Regions from separate parts of the Mus musculus genome. Here all the other regions are linked to region 3. Evidence: chromatin contacts called from public HiChIP or PLAC-seq and promoter capture Hi-C data. All regions are on one chromosome and are shown on one strand. The core of a region is the stretch at or near the end of the contact, and the rest is flanking DNA. Distances in the headings are between cores, read along the strand shown.

Evidence for each region. Promoter capture Hi-C pulls out the DNA fragments that hold promoters and counts their contacts. HiChIP or PLAC-seq counts read pairs in DNA pulled down with a chosen protein or histone mark.
Region 1: a contact with region 3 is called in a promoter capture Hi-C map of the HPC-7 cell line, with 10 times the contacts expected there. The contact joins the enhancer-like site here to the promoter of Vpreb3 in region 3. A contact is called at or near these places in 8 of 39 promoter capture datasets (the HPC-7 cell line, HPC-7-derived erythroid cells, embryonic stem cells and 5 more), 1 of 15 datasets of contacts at CTCF or cohesin (large pre-B cells), 20 of 484 Hi-C or Micro-C datasets (B cells, the Ba/F3 cell line, the G1E-ER4 cell line and 6 more), 3 of 115 datasets of contacts at active chromatin or transcription factors (embryonic forebrain, large pre-B cells and pro-B cells) and 1 of 9 other capture datasets (liver).
Region 2: a contact with region 3 is called in an H3K4me3 HiChIP or PLAC-seq map of pro-B cells, with 4 times the contacts expected there. The contact joins the enhancer-like site here to the promoter of Vpreb3 in region 3. A contact is called at or near these places in 2 of 39 promoter capture datasets (embryonic stem cells and hippocampal neurons), 1 of 15 datasets of contacts at CTCF or cohesin (CD8 T cells), 9 of 484 Hi-C or Micro-C datasets (CD8 T cells, the G1E-ER4 cell line, the N1E-115 cell line and 4 more) and 2 of 115 datasets of contacts at active chromatin or transcription factors (large pre-B cells and pro-B cells).

What each region holds. Positions count from the first base shown.
Region 1 is chr10:75,169,219-75,171,918 of GRCm38.p6, reverse strand. All of the region lies in intron 16 of Bcr (BCR activator of RhoGEF and GTPase), which reads right to left. Among named protein-coding and RNA genes, the nearest start is that of Specc1l, 42 kb to the left of the region's middle. Within about 2 kb of position 1,273, at least 154 of the 459 cell types and tissues checked have an H3K27ac peak or open chromatin away from gene starts, as enhancers often do. A contact at or near this core is called in the HPC-7 cell line, cerebral cortex and palatal mesenchyme, where this site is marked.
Region 2 is chr10:75,427,898-75,430,597 of GRCm38.p6, reverse strand. It overlaps Upb1 (ureidopropionase, beta), which reads right to left. Exons shown (of 10, transcript NM_133995.4): 5 at 2,256-2,417; 6 at 467-636. Among named protein-coding and RNA genes, the nearest start is that of 4933407G14Rik, 20 kb to the left of the region's middle. Within about 2 kb of position 1,402, at least 83 of the 459 cell types and tissues checked have an H3K27ac peak or open chromatin away from gene starts, as enhancers often do. A contact at or near this core is called in pro-B cells, where this site is marked.
Region 3 is chr10:75,947,018-75,949,717 of GRCm38.p6, reverse strand. It overlaps Vpreb3 (pre-B lymphocyte gene 3), which reads right to left and starts at 1,418. Exons shown (of 2, transcript NM_009514.5): 1 at 1,309-1,418; 2 at 61-575. The coding sequence starts at 1,360. The coding sequence ends at 256.

The DNA of each region.
Region 1 (2,700 bases), core at 24-2,523, 780 kb after region 3:
AGTGGCCCTAGCTGAGGATGGTGCTTTCAGGATCCTGGCCCGGTCTTGACCATATGCAGTCAGGCTGCTGAATGGCTTCCTCTCAGTTCAAGCATCCCTGAATCCTGGCTAACTGCCGGCCTTGGGGTATGACCTGAAGATATACCTCGTGTTCCTTCATGTGAAGGTCTCCCTGTGCCCAAACTTGGCCCCTTCATCAGCGATATCTGAGGATGCCAGTGTGACCTTGCAGCATGATGACCCTGGCTTTTGGCACATCTGTAGTATCTTAAAGCCTGGGATAAAATGTCTTCATGTTATGGCACTCTTGGATCCTGGCACATAGGTTCTTCCTTATGAGGGCAACACAACAGGCTCTGGTGTATGATGGTTTGGTTTGCTTGGATGACCTATAGAAGCTTGGAAAGGACCAAGGTGCTGTGTACGAACTGCACGAGGGCTCATAGTCTTCTTGCTGGTGACTCTCTGAACAGTTGTCACCTTCCAGGTCAGCGCCATCACATCCCTTTCTGGCGTGTGGATTTAACGTGTCCTGGGTTCAGAAAGAGGGAACACTCTACTCTTTCTCTTGTGGAACCTCCGTTCTTCAGGAAGAGAAATGGGGACCGGATAAGTCAAGGTCATATAAAGAGTAAGGGCAGAATCCAAAAACTTGGGCTGTGGTTCTTGGACTAAGTATTCATTAATACCATTTATAGAGCAGAGAAGCGTACCGACTCAGGATCTTAACCTCAGAAGAGTCTGGCACTCTCAGTCTGAGGATGTGCGTGAATACTACCATCAGAGCCTCAGTGTCCATTCTGGCCCTTCTCTTGGGCCCTGCTGTTCTGCCTGAGTCTGGACTTCCACCTGTCTTCCCTCTGGTATTGAGGACTGCATCTTCTCTATCTCAGCATGCAGCTTTACCTCACAGGACGTCTCTCCACTTAGTTTCTGAGCCAGGGTTGCCATTCCTCACCAACTCCCAGCAGCAGGAAATAGACAGCTAGGCACCTATCCACAACGACACGCATGGAAGGTGTCGACATCATCGGGAAAGCCTGGCTCAGCCCTGGTTAAGCCGCAGATGGCTTTCTCAGCTATACCTAACCCATAAACAGTATCCACAGGTGAGAAGAAGCAAGAGGCGGGAGAACGGAGCCAGGCTGAGTGTCAGGCCGTAACACTGCCCCTCCTCCTGCTTCCTTCCTCCAGGGATCACACGGACAAGCCCTTGTTGCTGGGAGACAGGCCAGTCACTGTGTAGGCGAGTGTGAGTCATCTAGACCATTTTCAAGTGCTTGGGTTCCTTCCTGTGTAAAGAAGTTCCCGAGGCCAATCATCTCTCAGACCACGGTGATGACTGGGGGCTGGAGCAGGGGCCGACAGTCTCCAGTGCCTCTTCACTGACAATGATGGTGACAAAATAGTAACAGTAATAATAGCACCAAATGCTGACCAGGTCTGGGTGACACGTCACCAAGCTGCAGACGGATGTGTCTCTTGCTCCATCTGATATACGAGGACACATTGCTGGAAGGGTGAGGGGCTATGACTCACTTGGGTCACACAGGGCACAGCAGGGCTGGTGGGTGGACAGAGACTATCCTCTTTACTACCAGACTAGCCAGACTCTGAGCTTTGATCAACATGGCTTCACCCCTGCGCAAAAGCCCAATCTGAGTAAGAATTCTGTTCAATCAATTTTTCTAAGAACATATACTCTGTGTGTGTGTGTGTGTGTGTGTGTGTGTGTGTGTGTGTGTGTGTGTGTGTGTGTAGTGTATACGTGGGTATGCTGTATTTGGTGTGCGTGTATGTATACGTGTTTGAGGACACCAAGGCCGACCTCAGGAGTCATCTCTCAGATGCTATCTACCTTGTTTTTGTTGAGTCAGTTAGGGTCTCTCCCTGACTGGAACTTGTCAAGTAAGGTAGACTGGCTGGCCAGAGAACCCTAGGGATCTGTCTGCCTCAGTTTCCCCAGTGCTGGGATTGCATGTGGTTCATCACACTGGGCTCCTCTACTCCTGCCCCACACTTTTTTTTTTTAATGTGGATTCTGGAATTATCATTCAAGCCTCCATATCAACTAAGCTATCTCTCTATCTCCATCATCATCACCATCACCATCACCATCATCATCAGCGTTTATTATTATTATTATTATTATTTTGACAGTGCCTCACAGAGCCCAGGCTGGTCTCAAATAATTCACTATGTGGTTGTGACTAGCTGTGGATTTTTTATCTGTCTCTACCTCCAAAGTGCTGGATTACAGGTTTGCCCCCACCCCCATCTTTGACGTGTAGCTGGGTTCTTTGTCTCCAGGTAATGTCTGTTTACCTGACCTTCCTTCAGAAGAAAAATCCCATTGGGCTGGTCTAGCCAGAATCCTCCTCACTCCTGGCATTTCCTCTTAGTAATCTCCACTCACTGACCCTTACCCTGCTCCTTGGCTGTAAATTTCCATTTGCCTGCGCCTTACCTGGAGTGGAGCCCTGTCTATGCAACGGTGTCTCTTCCCTCTGGGAGGTATCCCTGAGTATATCTGTCTTTGCTACCTTCACTGCTTTCTGGCACTGGAAATTCTCTTCTCTTTGCTAGGCTGGCACAGGGTGCCTGAGTGCCTTGACGGAAAAGCAAAAGCACGAGGAGACATTTGTTCACAAGGCGGCATCGGAGCAAGGGGGTTTCAAAGAAGTTTGGTTTGATAAGCTA
Region 2 (2,700 bases), core at 153-2,652, 520 kb after region 3:
CTTTGGAGGAGTGCTTTTCCTACTGGACATGGCAGAATGGAGGCTTAAGACTGAAGAGCTCTGACCAGAAGTTCATGTTGGTCAGGCACCTGTTGTACTCCATTAAAAAGTCAGGCTTTGAGATTCTGACCATCATGCAGAAGGGTTGAGAGCATTATCTTTGTCCCCATGTTCAGAATCCCAGCAAAGGTTGCTGCCAATGGTAGAATGGTCCTTTGGGAAGGTCAGATGTTGTAATGGTCATATTGGCTGGGGCTTTTTTTTTTTTTTTCCACTGAAAAAAAATGGTTAACTGTGCAACAACATCCAATCACGGAGCTGTGATCTAGACATCCTGGTGATGGCGCCTGCTTCCTACGGTTTACCAAACGCATGCCAGAATCCCACAGATTGACTCTAGGCCCAAGGCAGCGGATGGGCCCTAGGAAGACCCCCCCTCCCCCCCAGAGCCTTTCCACCAAGAGACCTGAGTTCTCCAATGGTGGCCGAAGGGTTGAAGATGATTTCAGCTCCGTTGATGCTGTACATGAGCCAGTTGAGGGGGTGGTGCCGCCCATAGCAAATGTTCACTGCAATCCTGCCAAACTGGGTCTGGAACACGGGGTGGCCCAGGTTTCCCTCCATGTAGTAAGTGGACTGAAAAAAAAATTACAAAAGAGCTCTGTTGTTGGAGTGGAAACACTTCTGCTTTCCTTAGACTCAGCAGAAGTGAGCATCGCTGGTGACCTAAAATTAACATTTGGGTGTGACTCTATTTTAAGTTCCAGAGTTTCGGTGTGTTGGGGCACAACACAAAACCCCAGGCATAATAACAAAGCAGACCCAAGGGAAAAGCACAATGGCCTAAGGATTTAATCCACAGTCTGCTTTGTGGTCTATCACATGACTTCCAGGATAACCTATGGTAAGGGTTCAATCATGTCAGGAGGAAAGGTTGTGGTCAGGTCAATGTTAGGAGGAGTCCTTACCAACCACACATCCTTGTGCAGATTGCTAGAGGTGAAAAAGACCCAGCCGCACCTAGAGCAACTTCTCCTTTTTGGAAACTGAATGTTGCTTGAGTTGGTCTGGGACTTGACCTACTGTCTAAGAATAAATTTGAGAGTAGAACTCACACCCTCTATGCAGCAGAGTGAGCATCCTGCCTCGGATTACGGATCCCTCGCAGGACAAGCAAATGGAAACCTTTTTCATCCATCCCTTGTTCCCCGCTTGATGCCCGAGGGTACCACTTCTGGGTCTTGAGGGGAGGGTAGAGGGCAAGGTGGGTGGCAAACAGATCGGCTCCTAGAGCTCTCGGCTTTCTCTCGTGAATTTCAAAACTGGCTGAGTTAGACAGCAACCAGGGTGTGTACACAGTGGACCCTGAGCAGATCCTGCTGTACCTAGACAGGTGACATCAGCAGGGAGCTAATGATTAACCCCAGGGTAAACAGGTGAGGAGCGTGTCTGTCCTACCCCACCTCCAGCTGCTACTTAGAAACAGCAGCTCTTTGGTTTCCTTGTAGCCCTGTAGATGGTGTCTCACCTTGTTGACCTGCCCGAGAGCAACCTAAGCCCCCAAAGCAAGGATGAGGGGTGGGGAGCTAAGGATCAGAGGCAGTATATTCTGGACTATTCTTGACTCTTGAAAAGTCAAGTTCAAATCCAGATTTAGTAGCCTGATATTATGTAGAGTTCATTTTTCCTCCTTCAAACACTCTCCATTGGCGTCCCGCCACTTGTGAATTGGCATTTACCAATCAGAACAGCCCCCTCTCCCAGAATTCCTATCTCCAGTGATTCTAAGTCCTGTGTAACCATCACTGTACACAAACAAACATTCAAAGACACCTATCTGAACACGAGCCAACTTAGACACCAGATAAGTCACAAAGACACTCTAAAACTAGGATTATATCATTGGTTGCCTAGGAGCTCAGAGTCCCTTCATAAGCCCCTTCACAAGGGCTCACCGGAGTCATTTCACATTTGTGTACTGTTTATTTGCATGTTGGTTAATGAACCAATTATCTCGAGGGAATACTGCAGAAAGCCAAGTTACCTCACACATATAAAACATCTCTACATCCCATGCTGCTAAAAGGTTTTGTGACTGAAATATCTCATCTGTCTGTGTGATGCAGGGCAACACTATCAGACCCTCTGAAGACTACAGCAGCAACCCCCTGCAAGGGTCACACTTCACAGCCTCCGATACAGAACTACCTCCCCCCGCCCCCAGGAAAGCCCTCCGAATCCGGACTGGCACGTACCTCGTTGAAGTCTCCCACTCTGGGGATGTGGTTCTTTCTGGTCTTCCCCATGACCAGCCCTGAATTGGAGATCACCACAGCTGTGTTCCACAGAACTCCCCCATGCTCTCTATCACGCTCCAAGATTGGAGACACCACCACCATGTTGTGCTTCTTTGCCAGCTGGGGAATTGAAAACCATCATGTTCTCTTTCGGGTAGATTGTTACTCTTTCACTTCTTTAAACTGGAGAAGAATTTAGTGATGTTCCTAAATACATAGACTTAGGTTCCAGCTATTACTTAAATTACTTTTTTAAAAAGGATTTAGTTATTTTATTTATATGAGTACACTGTAGTTGTCTTCAGACACACCAGAAGAGGGCATGTGATCCCATTACAGATGGTTGTGAGCCACCATGTAGTTGCTGGGATTTGAACTCAGGACCTCTGGAAGAGTAGTCAGT
Region 3 (2,700 bases), core at 169-2,668:
CACATTCCCTAAGGGTCTCAGGTGTTTCCTCTTTAGACAACAATCATCAAAATCCCAACCTCCACATCCTCCAATTTGACATTTATTTTATTTATTTGTTTACACAGGATCTCACAGTTCTCAGGACAGTGGTTGACCCGTCGAGTGTTATTAACTCATTTCACAGAGGAAGGAAAGAAAGCAAGACTTAAGAGAAAAAGAGGAGGCCCAAGGTCAGGGGGCAGACCTAGGAGACAGAAGATGTTCAACCCAGCCCTAGGGTTCAAAGGTGTGGGCGATGGAACAGAAGTAATCGGCATCATCCTCCGGGAGCACGGGGCTGATGGTGAGGATACAGGCGTTGTGGGCTGCATCCACGGTAGCTGAGAATCTGTCGGGGATGTCAGCGGGCCGATAGTGTTCCTCTTCTGCGTAATAGTAGAGAAGATGGGGAGCACTTCCTGGCTGCTGCTGGTACCACGACACCCCAATATCTCCAGCGGTGGCATGCTGGGAATTGATGGTGCAGCTGAGATGAGCGTCTTGGCCTGGGAAGACTGAGAACGCGTCAGGCTGGGTCAGAGTTGGCTGAAAGACTGAAAAAGACACAGACCCACTAAGGGCTAGCCTGGGCTCCTTCCTACCTTGCTACAAATATTTTATCAGACTGCAAAGATTCCCACTCCCAAATATTTTTCAGAGCCTAGTGCCCTGGATGGTTCTGTGAGACATAGTTTGCTCCATCTACCGTTCCGGTTTCCTCTGTGAATGGGGGCTTGTGAATAAGTGACCCCTAAATTAGCATTACTGTCCTGTCTCCAAGAATCCATGTTCAGTTGAGAGCCTAGTGTTCAAGTGTGACCTTCTAGGTCCCCCTAGTACCTACTACCCTCCTTCTCTCTACCCTTACCCCTCAATCTAATAACTCAACCTCAGCTACAAAGTAACTGCCCTCCAGACCTCTCAGAATGCTTAACTGTCATCCTTGACTTTCAAACTGCTGGCCACAGAGGATTGCCTTAAAGGATCTGTGGAGCAGGGGGCTGCCCATCTTTATTAGCCTCCTCTCTGAGAAACAAAGGCAAGAAGTTGCCCTCTCCTCAGAGACGCTGAAGGACCACAGTCTAAGCAGACCCACAAATTGGGAAGCTAAGGTCCACACGGAAAGTGGCTTTCCCCTAGTCCTGGACAGAGTTGCCTACAGCCGGCTCTCTGCTCTACCCCAATGCCTCTCCTAGGATCCACCCCCCTTACCCTGTTGATTCACTTCTTTGCATGAGTTTCCCTGAGCTGGTGCCAACCCCCACCTCGTTCCTGGATGTGCCGTACCTGCCACAAAGGTTCCTATCAGGAGCAGAGGCAGGCAACCAGGGCAGGCCATGGCCAGAAGCAGAAAGGCCGACCTAGAGTTCTGCAGTACTGTGCTCCGGATGCTTGTAGTACAGGGATGGGGAAGTCTCTGGACCACAATAGAGCATGCAAATCAGCCCACTGACTGAAGGACGACACATGTGTCTGGGGCCAGGGTCAGGCCCTATCTTCCAAATGTCCTGGCATCTCAGCCAGCAGGAGATCAGAGCCCTTCACATCCATTTGCAGGAAGTTGGCATTCCCCAGACAGCCTCTCATACCCTTTCCTAGTGTATATCTACCTGTAATGACTATTTCTGGTGGTCAACTGACTATATCTGAAATGAACTATGATCCAGAATTGGAGGGCACACCTGTGATTCAGATCTTGTGGCTGGAAGACACACATTTCTGACCTGGATTTGGCTCAGAGATCTTGAGGCCATAGTGGCCATGGAGAGCTTAGGCCCAGGCAAGGTAGTACACGCTGTTAATCCCAGGAGACTGAGGCAAGGAGACCTCTGCGTCAGCCTGGGACAAGCAAGTCCCAGATCCAGGCATGGTGGTACACATCTTTAATCTGGGCCACACCTTCTGCTGGAGGCCTCCATACGGACATTGGAAGAAGGAAGGCTCACTCTCTTCACCTGCTTGCACTTACTGGCCAGCACATCTGTTGGAGCCTACTTCAGGCTTCCAGCTTATACAGAAGGCCAGCTGAAATAGCTACCCTAGTGGGACTGAGCAACTACCAGGTCCATGGACTTCCCATCCACAGCTGACCATTGTTGGGTTAGTTGGACTACAGACTGTAAGTCGTTCCAATAAATTCCCTCAATATAGAGAGACATTCCATAAGTTTTGTGACTCTAAAGACTCCTGACTAATACACTACCCCTGGTATAGTCTGGGTCTAGAACAGCAGTTCTCAAACTGTGGGTCTGGACCTCTTTCAGGGTTGCGTGAAAGGGGTCGCTTTTGCCCAATACTATCAGAAAACAGTTCATAGCAGTAGCAAAATTACAGGTATGATGTAGTTATGATTTTATGGTTGGGGGTTCATGACAACATGAGGTGATACTAAAGGGTGGCTGCATTAGAAAGGTTGAGGATCACTGCTCTAGAATGTCCTCACAAAGACCCAAGTGTTGGGCTGGAGAGATGGCACAGTGGTTAAGAGCACTGACTGCTCTTCCAGAGGTCCTGAGTTCAATTCCCAGCAACCACATGGTGCCTTGCAACCATCTCTAATGGGCATCCGATGCTGTGACAGAGAGAAAAACACCCAAGTGTTTCCAGCTTGACGATGTTGGGGATATAGGCCCAGTGGGGGCATCTTTAGATCAATAAGACCACTCCCTTTAAGGTGTA